4 separate regions of the Mus musculus genome follow, and regions 2, 3 and 4 are each linked to region 1. A link is a contact called in public HiChIP or PLAC-seq and promoter capture Hi-C data. All regions are on one chromosome and are shown on one strand. Each heading gives the region's core, a stretch centred on a gene start, on an enhancer-like site or on the middle of the called end of the contact. The rest is flanking DNA. Distances are from core to core; before and after follow the strand shown.

Region 1 (2,700 bases), core at 176-2,675:
GTACACTGCCTCTGCCTGCCAATCAGCAGCCAGCAGTAATATCTAAACTACTAGAAACCTGTCAGGGATCTGAACTAGGGAAAACCTGACCCCCTATCATGTTGCAAAACAGATCACAAGGCAAGAGGAGCCATTAGAGTGAGAATGGGACTGCAAACTCCCAGAAGGGAAAAGGGGAAGCATAAAGATCAGAGGAGAAGCAGACACATTTATAACAAGCCTGAAGCAATTTCTGACCCTTCCACATTTTAAGTAAAACTCCGGAGTTTGTTGTTGTTGTTGTTGTTGTTTTTTTATTCTAAAAGCCTAAAATAACTATAGTTTTGTCTCTACTCCTTTATTAATATTGATGTTCCCTCTTGAGTCGCTTCTTTCTTATCAATCCCTCTAAACTTCCTTTAAGAAATCCTTTAAATTTTAGTGAGCATTCAATGTTGATAAGGATCTAACTTGAGGCAGCAATCGTAGTAATCTGTTTATTTACCGGCTCAGACTGGAGAGTCCTGGCAGGTCAATGGGGCCTCCCTGGCGCCACCAATGAGAGTATCAGAAATCAATTTAAAATCACCAGTGGAAAGTAGCTGCTGCCAATCACCTCATTTCCATTTCAGCTTCTGCGGGACTCTGTCTCTGGTTCTGTCTGAAACCTGTCAGGACGCTGCCTGGTTCTGTCTGGAACCTGGATCATTAACATTGTTTGGGCATTAACATAATATTAAATGCAGGGGGGAGGGGCTATAGACATTCTTTTGAGCTTCCCTTTCTTGCAACTTTGCACTCTCCAACCCACTTGAAAAAGTTAGCTGGGTTTTCATCTAAAGCCCGCTTGAGTGAGGATTTTATTTCAGGACAATCTTCCCCGTTGCTTCCCTTCAATCTGGTATTTCATACAGACAACTGCTTTGATTAAGCCTTGAGCTAAGCTGTTGCTAATACAGACCCAGACCTATGGCCATTCCTGCACATTTATTTCCCTAGAAAACGCATCTTCAACAAGGAAAAGGTGAGTAATTTTTGCAAAGGGAGAGAGGAGAGAGAGAGAGAAAGAAAGAAAGAAAGTCCATAGCAGCCATCCATTCGCCGGGGCCAGAAGTTTGAAAGAATGTGGCAAGCAGAGCCGAGTTAGTACCTTTCCTGACCTCTCTGAGCTGTTAGATGTGGAACTCAGCCTTCCAAACACAGCAGGATCCCGTCTTCGTCCAACTCTGCAACTGGGCGGGGGCAGTCCTGCCCTGGCAAGGTCCCTGCAGCGCGTAAGGAGATGCACTGCAAGTCTTTTGGGCGCAGAGAATTGGGAGAGACTTGCAGGAGGACCTGCAAGCTGCCCTACTCTGCAAGGGGGAGGATGAAGAAGAGAACTCTGGGGAAGAGTGGCTGGACAGAAGGGGAATACAGTGCCACTGAGTATTGAAGTCTTGGTCAAGAAAGAGGGCGGGGCGGCCTGGCCGGCAGCTGGAGGGGAAAAGGGTGCCTGAGCAGAGCCAGAGCTGGGAGGGGCCCGGGGCGTAGGCTTTCGGAAAAAAAAAAAATTCCATTGTTGATCCACCACCACCAGCACTACCACCTCCCATTCTGTACCTCCATCGGGTTCTGGTTGAAGGGTGCAGGATGCAGGGCAGCAGCCAGCGGGAGCAATCAAGGCACAAGGAGCGAATCAGCTGGGGTTTCCCCGGTTTCCCCCAGTGCTTTCCAGCCGGGGAGTCCCAACCCCAGCTAACAGAAAAGTGAAAGAGAAAGAGCCCAAGCTGAGGCGGAGATCAACACCCTGGGGAGGTTGCGGGAGGAACACATGGTCCCGGCCACCTTACCAGGTGCCCACATGATTCTGCCACTGCCAGGTCCCCAGGGCGCAGAACCTGAAGGGCAACTGAGAGCAGAGAGCAGTCTCCTCCCCCTGGGCAGTTGGCCACAGCCTCTGTGTGTCCTGGAATGCCTTTGCCTCTGTGAAGTTTCAAGGAGTTGGCCTGAGTTCACAGGTTGCTTGCATCTACAGCAACTGGCCTTGCAGGGAGGCAGTTTGGCTTCCCCATAGAAGCCCGGAGGAGATCTGGACAGAGACTGTACCGGGAGGAAACGGAAAAGGACCTTGGGTCTGGAATGGGCGGTCCTCCAAAACAACCCTTGACCTGCTGCAGAGTCTGGAAGAGGGAAGTTTCTTTCTGAACTCTTGCTAGGAGGGGCCTGTTTGGGAACAGTAAACTTCCACTAAATTGACCCCTCTTGGGTCATTTTTCCAACCTAATTTGTAGCTGAATGTAAAACATTGCACATGTCTTTTGATGGGAAACAAGGCGTGGGTAAGGCAGCATCTTTAAGTTGGAAATTAGGAGTGATTATAGTGAGGAGGAGTTAACCATGTCAACTGTGTGTCTATTCCAGACAGTCCGAGAGCCCGGGGTCCCAGCTTTGGCATTCAGATGAATCATTGAAAAGACTCAGTGGCTTGCGGTTCCCAAAGCTTTTGAGAAAGCCAGGAGAAAACGATGAGGCCCTTGGCACCTAGTTAAACACAACTATGTTCTGTGTTTTTGTGTATTACATTAAAAAATGGTAAAAACTAGAATATTTGAACGACTAATTATTAACTGTGTGTGGCATTCCACATAAAATCATTGTAATGGGAAGTTTGTTCTCACACACTTATCTTGTATCCCTTCAAGGTTTATATTTGAAACAATAATGCATGTTTTGGTAACAATC
Region 2 (2,700 bases), core at 38-2,537, 1.1 Mb before region 1:
ACTAGCACCCCGCCCCCACACACATAAATTTAAACCATCAAACTCCCTGCCCTCATCAACAAAGATAATATCTAGTAGCAAATACTTGGGAAGTAAATGGATGTCTCGATTCAGGCAGTGACAGCAGGGGTGACAGCTGGGGGCAGACACAGCTTCCCATTTTGTAATACTGTAATACTGTTAAGCACTGCCTTAACCCAAATTGATTTCACTGACTTTAAGATTCCAGGCTCTTTGTGTGACAAATGTCACACTTGTGTACACGCGTTTTTACTTTATTTAGAGTGCCAGTTTAAAGGGTTGCAAGGAAGAAAAAGGACTAGTGTGCCTTTGTGGGTAAGCTCTGAGAAGAATTACCTCTGAGCAGAGTGGACAAAACCTCTCTAGGAAAGCCGCCAGGTGGCACCTGTAAGGCGCAGATGGAGAGAGTCATTTGCCCCACCCCCACAGGCCGGACTATCCAGACTACCCCTCACCCCTCGGGTTTGTTCGCGAGGAAGTGGGGGAGTTTCAGTCTCTTTCCAGACAGCGTGATTACACACCAAAATTTTCTGACACCTCAAACACACCGAGGGCGGATTGTCTCCACACAACCAGGCTGTCAAAGGCATGAGCCTGGTGGTTGGGAACACTTAGGCACTCTGCAAGGTGGGGAGTGGCTGTGGGCTGCCCCTGTGCCCAGGTCTGCTCAGTCTGGGTCTAGGGGAAAACACTGGCAAGGGAGAAGCAGTTCTCAGGACCGTGACACGCAGAAGTCACCAGAACGTGGGACAGCGCTTCACACTCCTCTAACGCCCAATCCTCCTCCCAGGGACAGTCAGTGGGGACTAGTCTGAGCTACCTTCTCACATCCTTTTACATTTCCGCCTTCTGCAGTCTCTTCTCCTGTCCGGGTCGCATTGTGATTGCCTTGCCCCCCCCCCCCCCCGCCCCGCGCGCTTCGCCCCTGTGATCCCGCACCCCAGGATTGGCAGCTGACCCCAGAGACAGCAGAGTCTGAGTGGTGGGTGTCAGTAAACAGAAGCAGCGTGTTGTGGTCATTTCGAGCTGTGCGGTCGGGCCACCAACTCCATCTGTGGCAGGGAGGCGAGCTGCACCAGTTGCGAGACTGCTGCTGTTCCTCTTTGGTGGCTGGTTGGTGACATTGGGAGGAGACCGCTCCGAGGGAGTGAGCCTAAGACGAGGAGGAAGAGAGGCAGGGCGTTGGGGGTGGGGACGTGGCGACAGTGCCAGGGGGCGTGTGAGCTGCGGGCGAGGAGCAACTTCTCCCGGGCGCGCGCTGCGGGGCGGCGGGCGGAGCGTGAGCTGCCAGCCCAGAGCAGGGAGCGGGGAGCGGGGAGGCTCGGCCCGCGCCCTGCACGCTACCATCCTCCGGGTTCCCAGCCCCGGGTGCTGAGCTCGCCGCTATAAATAGCAGGTTACAGCTTCTGCTTGGGCGCACACGCTTTCACTGGAGAACGCAGGAAAGTCATCCTGAAAAGTGTCTGCCGCTGCTATCGCCCCCTACTCAGCCTCTGCAAGAGGTAACATCCTGCCTGGGATCCTGGGGCTCGGGAGGGAATTTTGCAGGGTGCGGAGGGTGAGGATGGGTGAATCCATAGGCTGTAGTCGTGCGCATCGGACAGTTCAGGGTGGTGGTGGTGGGGAGTACGTCCTGCCTGAGAGACAGCTGGTGTGTTTCTTATCAAGTTTCCCAGCTTGCAGCCAAGATCGTCCCTTCAGCCTTGCTTCCCAGGGACCCTGGCTGCTGGTGGTACCCCTGTGACCCTGATTACTGTCTAGTGGAGCTCGCTTGGTCTGGGGTGAACACCACACACACACACACACACACACACACACACACACACACACACGCACACACATATGAGTTCCAACTCCCAGGTGACACTGAGTTCTGGCCCAGCTTATGGTCCCTTTGAGCTGTTCTTAAAAGGTGCTGCAGCGACCTGGAGTGCTTAGGGACTGCTTCTCAACCCTAGTCCCAGTCACTGGCTGTCTCCTGCTTCAGAGGAAGTGGTCCTGGTCCTTAGAACAAGGAAGGCATGCTGGGGTTGCAGTTGCCTAAAGAGCTCTCTTTTCATGGCTATCTCCAGCCCCACCTTCAGCAACTCCTGCCCTCTCCGTCCCCCCAACACCACCCCCCCAAGTCAGGCCTGTTACCCCTAGGCTACCTTCATGTTCTACCTACCCCAAAGAGAAGTCAAGAAAGAGTTAGAAAATCAGGGCTTCAAAGTAAGAGTGGGTGATGAGAGGCTCCTCTGGAGTCTCAAATTTGCACTACAGCCTACTTGAGCTTATCTGGCCCCTCTAGCAGGACAAGGGTCCTGAGCAAACCCAGGAGCCTGCTGCTAGTATGGACTTTCAGGCTTGCAACTGGCTAGCTCTAGGTGATGCGAGAACCAGAGGCACCGGTGTTTGCCCCTCTCCACCTTTGATTTTGCTTCCCTCAGGGGAGGTGGTTTCTGCCCCAGAGGACACCCAGAGGTTTCTGTTTGGAGACAGAAGCTTTATAGGTAGGGATGTGCATATTGATGAGATAGTTGCAGCCACACAAAACTTATTGGAAAAACCCCAGAGGAGAGAGAGGCAGCAGTGCTGTTAGGGGACCGAGGTTTGTTAAGGGAAAGGATGCTCAGTTGATTATGTGGTTCCTGCAGCGTCAACTTACCAGGGAAACCCTGCGGGACATTCAGTCACGCT
Region 3 (2,700 bases), core at 24-2,523, 1.3 Mb before region 1:
TGTAGCTCTAAATCTTACATAAAACACAGCTTAGTTTTTTCTTTTACACACACACACACACACACACACACACACACACACACACACACACACACTATACTTATACTAGTATATATTTATACTATATATATATATATATATGTATATATATATAAATTTTTAAGGATATATTTTATTTATTTTGTGGAAAAGGTGACATGTGCTATGGCAAATGAGGGGTCAGAGGATGACCCTCGGGGATATGTTCTTTCCTTACACTGAGTGGATCCTGGGTGACCATCAGGCTCAATGGCAGTCACCTTTATCCTCTGAGCTAGTTTTCTGACCCTAGTTTACATTTCACAATTAAGACTTATTTTTATGTGTATATATGTGGTTTTGTGTCTGCCACTTGTGTGCTAGTGCCTGAGGGGCCTAATGGAGGGTGCTGGATCTCCTGGAGTATTGTTGCAGTTGGTTGTAAGCCTCTCACTGTGCTGAGAACCACACTTAGATTGTCTGAAGAGCTACAAGTACTTATAACAGCTGAGTCATCTCTCCAGCCCCCTTTATATGTCTTATGGCTGTTTTTTGTTGTTGTTTTGTTTGTTTGTTTGTTTGTTTTACTTCAGTGACAGAAGAGTTACACAATAGAGTCTATATATGTCAGATAATTTAAAAAATTTTAAGATGTGGCCCTTTAGAGAAAAATATTTCCCCTATCTAGGAGACATGAAAGGACAGGGTTAGCAGATCTCCTAATGGTAATGTGATTGCTGCTAATACAGAGAAATAAACAAAAGCAAATTGTGCATATGAGCACATGAGTGTGAAGCTGTGATGCACGGGGATCCAAACAGCACTTGGAAATAGTTCAACAACGACTCACCAGTCAATGGCACCGCCTGATCAGCCAAGCCAGAAACCCAGTTTACACCCTAAGCGCTTTTCCCCTTACCCTGCTTTATCGCTGCTGTGCGCACTTGTTCACCTCCACTGCCGTTACCACAGCTCAGGCTTCCAGGAGCACTGCAACATTGGAACATTTCCTCACAGCTGTTCCCACCTTCAGACATGCTTCTCTGTGCCATCTTTATCTGACACAGTGGCATTTTAAAGAGTCCCCAGCCCCCTGTTTATATAGTTCAATGCCTTGCTCTTGCCTTTCAAAATAAACCCAAAGTAGGAGCATAAATTACAGAGTCCTTTGCCAGTGCTTCTTTCAGTAGCATCTCTTTACCCCCTAGATCCCAGCTCAGCCACCACTTCCTCTGGGGTTCTGTCTCTGTTCCTGATTCTGAGTTTAGTTACTGTCAAACGTCCTCATGAGGCACTTGATAGTTTCTTGTTACAGATGGGAGCATACTACATTGCAGTTGTATAATTATCTGTCTGGCAAGTCTAACATTGTGAGGGCAAGGACCATGCCTTCATTAATTGAGGACCCAATAGGGAGGAACACAGATCTGGTCTCTGCTAAAATATCACTTGCAGCGTTATGTGAGAGATTAACATTTTTAAGGTAATTATCCAAGTGTAAGCAACAGGGTTCAGTTTAGAGGTTTTTAAGCTGACTTCCTTATTCTTCTATGTTGAGATGATTTGTACTGTCTTGAAGTTCTTCATTCATTCAGTGATTTGGGAATGAGACAGACCTGGAATAATTAGATTGCTATTTTGACAACATTATTCACAGTAGGCAGTATTCCTGAAGGCTGGATTGCAGTTGCAAGAGCTATTCACTTCAAGGAGAAAAGGGTTTTCTGAATTTTAACAGATTATGTTTAATAACCACACTCAAAGCCTGGAGAACTCAAGAAATAGTCCACTAAGACCCTTAGAGTAGGAAGGATACAGGATGAGAGGGCACCTCCTATGACCTGGGCTGGGAAATATGGAATGAAGAGGGGGGAGGCCAGGAGAGGGGGGAATTGTGAGTGAGAGCATTCATTCCTATCTTTCCCAGGATGTGATGGCTAATCTCACTGCCAGCTCTGTAGGCCCTGAAATCATGGAGGAGACACACAGCTGTGCATGTCTTTGAGGTTTAAGAGGCAGAGGAATATCTACCCTCAATCCAGGCTCCAGTCTGCCACCCAGGTACGAGGGCTTCGGAGGAAAGAGCAGCGTCGCTGCCTGCTTCTGCTTCTTGCTGAGCGGATGTGTCTGTTGCTACCACTGTCATCCTTTGCTGACACCAGTCTGCAGCTTTTCTGGCTTTCTGACAAGTACTTCTGACAAGACCAATACCTCGCGGGAATCTGCAGGCTCCCAGTACCCAGGCTTGGATTGCTGACTTATCAGCTCCCTGGGTTGAGCAGCTACCAGGTTGTAGGCCTGAGAAATCCTTCTTTTTAATATATTCCAATATAATTCTACAGGTTCTGCTCTTCCAGAGAAGTCAGACATACAGCTTTTTCTTTTCCTCCTCCTTTCCTCTTCTTTCTTTCATCCTCCTCCTTTTCTTCCTCTTTTTCTTCCTCCTCTTCCTCCTCCTTCTCTTTCTTCTTCAGAAACTCTAAAATGATATTGAAGATTTCTGAGTTTGGGGTATCTCAGTTGGTAGACTACTTGCCTTGCTTGCACAAGACCTTGAGTCTAAACTCCAGCACTGCATAAATTGGGCATAGAGGTGCACATCTGCAATTCTAGTCCTTGGGAGACGAAGACAAGAGGATCAGGAGTTCAAGGACATCCTCAGCTACATAGTGAGTTTAAGAC
Region 4 (2,700 bases), core at 199-2,698, 1.2 Mb after region 1:
AGGCAGGCGGATTTCTGAGTTCGAGGCCAGCCTGGTCTACAAAGTGAGTTCCAAGACAGCCAGGGCTATACAGAGAAACCCTATACAAAGAAAAGAAAGCAGCCTGAGAATGCCAGTAAGCAGCACTCCTGGGTGGCCACTGTGTCAGTTCCTGCCTCCAGGGTCTGTGTTCCTGTCCTGACTTCCCATCAGGACATTCCCGTCAGGACATACTGCATTCCAGACCGGGAAGTAAAACACTTACCTCCCCAAATGGCTTCTGGTGGTATTTCATCACAGCAATGGAAACCCTAACTAAAATACCATGTAAAACAGACGCTGGGCATGGCAGCCCAGAGGAGACAAAGACAAGAGGATCCCTGGGGCTTACAGACCAGCCCGCCTTGGGGAGCTCTGAACAGAGAGGTGTGCTTAGTCTGAGTCAAATAAGCTGTCCTGGATGAGAGGAGAGAGCAAGCCAAGAGAGGACACACCCTGACAGACACTTAGGAGCAAGGAAGAGAGTGGTTCCTTCAGAAGCTCTAGACCAAGAGCTTTTAAGACCATCAGGTTGGCTGCGCCCTCTCTGGTCAGGATTGGGCACTACGGACAGGCTTCAGTGGTAAAGCCTTCATTTACCATGTTCTAGACCAGGATCACAAAGTATTCATTTTAGAAGAACAACGACTGGAAGGAGGGCTCAGTCATTACTGTGATTGCTTTACCAACATAAAGAACTCAATTCAGTCCCCAAACCCCATGTAAGAAAACTCCTGGTGTGGGGGCACACGCTTGAAATTCCAGAACCACAGACAGGGTGCCCGGTTAAATCTCTCGGGCCTTCTAGACAGCCAGCCTCACCTACTTGAAGGGTTCAAAGCCAGTGGGAGACAGTGTCTCAAACAAGTTGGACAGAGACAGAGTAATGACCCCAGAAATTGACCTCTGACCACCAAATGCACTCATAAGCACACCTACGTATGTGCACTCACACCGACAAACCTAGGGAAAGTGTTTGGAAGTTCGAGTGTTGGAAATGGTAGTGTATATCTGTGGGAAAGCACTTATCTACCATATGCTAGGCCTGGGGGTCTATCCTAAAACCAGAAAAAAAAATTAATTTAAGAAAAAAAAAAAAAAGAGGAGGAGGAAGAGGAACGCGGAAGATGGTTCGGTCCAGGGTGTCCACAGTACCCATGTATACACATGTATACAGCAGGCTTGGTGGCACACATTTATAATCCTAGCACTGGGCAGAGCACAGGGGACCCTGCCACCTCCCCGCTTCCACACCCGCACTCCTCCCTGCAACTCCCTGGCCAGCCTGGCCTTCTAGCCAACTGGCGTTCGCCGCACCCGCTCTGTCTCCTCCACACCGCCAGGGGGTGTCAGCGAGCCAGGAAGCGTTCCATCGTTCATCTCTATGACCCCCGCCGCAGCCTAGATGACCCGGAAGACACTGAAGGGGCAGTGCTTCCAGGTGGGAGCGAGGTGACCCCGGCTACTAAAGAAGGGTAAGGCAGAGTAGCCATGGGGGCGCACCTGACCCGGCGCTATCTGTGGGATGCCTCGGTGGAGCCTGACCCCGAGAAGATACCCAGCTTCCCGCCGGACCTCGGCTTTCCGGAGCGCAAGGAGCGAGGTGAGCTCAGTGCGCAGGCGCGACCGCAGATCCCGCGGAACTCAGCTGCCTGCTTGCGGAGGGCCGGGTCGAGTCGGGAGGGCGACCTCCTTGAGTGTGGAGGCTGTGCGGGGATGGCTAAAGCAAAAGGCTGGGACGAGACAGCAGAGAACGGGAAGATGAGACTGCCCCGGTGCACTTCGTCCTGGGCACAGCGCGGAGCCTAGGACATGTTCTTTGCATCTCCATACATTGTCACTAGCATTTGGTTACGTACAATAATACAAGGTTGGGGGGCTGGAGCGATCATGCTCCTTGTCCTGTCTAGTGTGATGGTGCTGGGGGAGGAACCCAAGGCCTGTGTGTACTCGCAAGGTTCTCATTCTTCCTGTATAGGAAAATCAGAGTGACAGCTCTGGACAAAGTCCTAGTTTGGCACTTGGGATGCCCCAGGGTAGCAGAGAGCCACTGGCGCTGTCTTCAGGGAGCCCCCTGGACAAAGCAGCGTGTCCAAAAAGATCTGGGAAGCAAATTTAAGAGTGTAGAAGCACAGGCTAAAAGGGGTGTATATGAGATTGATGAAGCTGGTACCAGGGAGGGACAGAGCCCCACTTGTAAGCAGGGGAAAGACACAAATGACTTGCCTTACCAAAAGGTTGTAGTGTCGACTAGAAGATGGCTCCGTCAGTACTGAATCTGCAGAACATTTACCCACCTGACACCCTGCTTTGCCCATAGTCATTTTGAAAATACAGCACTCCCTGGCCGCCTCTCTTGCTTGGCTAATCCAAAACCCTGGTAAAACTCAGCTGGCCCTGCTGACCTGGTCTCCAAGTTGCTTCCTCACTCCAGACCCCCTTCTTATTTTTGAGTCAGACTAGTCTCTAACTCACAGTCCTTTCCCTTTGGCCTCGGGAGCACAGAGCTCATAGGCCCAGTGGTGCTCAGGGATGCTATAGCCTACATTGTTGCTTCTATAGTTCTTCACTGCCTCTTCATCTTAGGCAAGCTCTTGTGAGAAAGCAAGAGTAGCTCCTGCTCCCACACCCATGCATCTCCAAACTCCTTCCAAATGACTTGTCCCTAGCCTGGCGGAGTCC

Evidence for each region. Promoter capture Hi-C pulls out the DNA fragments that hold promoters and counts their contacts. HiChIP or PLAC-seq counts read pairs in DNA pulled down with a chosen protein or histone mark.
Region 2: a contact with region 1 is called in a promoter capture Hi-C map of pre-B cells, with 4 times the contacts expected there. The contact joins the promoter of Inpp4b here to the promoter of Il15 in region 1. A contact is called at or near these places in 9 of 39 promoter capture datasets (cranial neural crest, embryonic stem cells, frontonasal cranial neural crest and 5 more), 2 of 484 Hi-C or Micro-C datasets (both in uterus), 3 of 115 datasets of contacts at active chromatin or transcription factors (bone marrow-derived dendritic cells, large pre-B cells and pancreatic cancer cells) and 1 of 9 other capture datasets (liver).
Region 3: an H3K27ac HiChIP or PLAC-seq map of microglia shows a contact between it and region 1, with 6 times the contacts expected there. The contact joins the enhancer-like site here to the promoter of Il15 in region 1. A contact is called at or near these places in 10 of 39 promoter capture datasets (the 3T3-L1 cell line, the HPC-7 cell line, frontonasal cranial neural crest and 6 more), 2 of 115 datasets of contacts at active chromatin or transcription factors (large pre-B cells and microglia) and 2 of 9 other capture datasets (embryonic stem cells and liver).
Region 4: a promoter capture Hi-C map of cranial neural crest shows a contact between it and region 1. The contact joins the promoter of Ndufb7 here to the promoter of Il15 in region 1. A contact is called at or near these places in 2 of 39 promoter capture datasets (cranial neural crest and pre-B cells).

The regions. Positions count from the first base shown.
Region 1 is chr8:82,401,161-82,403,860 of GRCm38.p6, forward strand. It overlaps Il15 (interleukin 15), which reads right to left and starts at 1,426. Exons shown (of 8, transcript NM_001254747.1): 1 at 1,140-1,426.
Region 2 is chr8:81,341,275-81,343,974 of GRCm38.p6, forward strand. Inpp4b (inositol polyphosphate-4-phosphatase, type II) reads left to right here and starts at 1,288. Exons shown (of 25, transcript NM_001024617.3): 1 at 1,288-1,523. Gm51582 (classical arabinogalactan protein 9-like) reads right to left here and starts at 1,379. Exons shown (of 2, transcript XM_030243908.1): 1 at 980-1,379. The coding sequence starts at 1,368.
Region 3 is chr8:81,056,083-81,058,782 of GRCm38.p6, forward strand. It overlaps Gm9725 (a long non-coding RNA gene), which reads left to right. Exons shown (of 5, transcript XR_001778596.1): 4 at 1,946-2,079. Among named protein-coding and RNA genes, the nearest start is that of Gm9725, 25 kb to the left of the region's middle. Within about 2 kb of position 1,274, at least 5 of the 459 cell types and tissues checked have an H3K27ac peak or open chromatin away from gene starts, as enhancers often do. A contact at or near this core is called in microglia, where this site is marked.
Region 4 is chr8:83,565,310-83,568,009 of GRCm38.p6, forward strand. It overlaps Ndufb7 (NADH:ubiquinone oxidoreductase subunit B7), which reads left to right and starts at 1,449. Exons shown (of 3, transcript NM_025843.3): 1 at 1,449-1,621. The coding sequence starts at 1,510.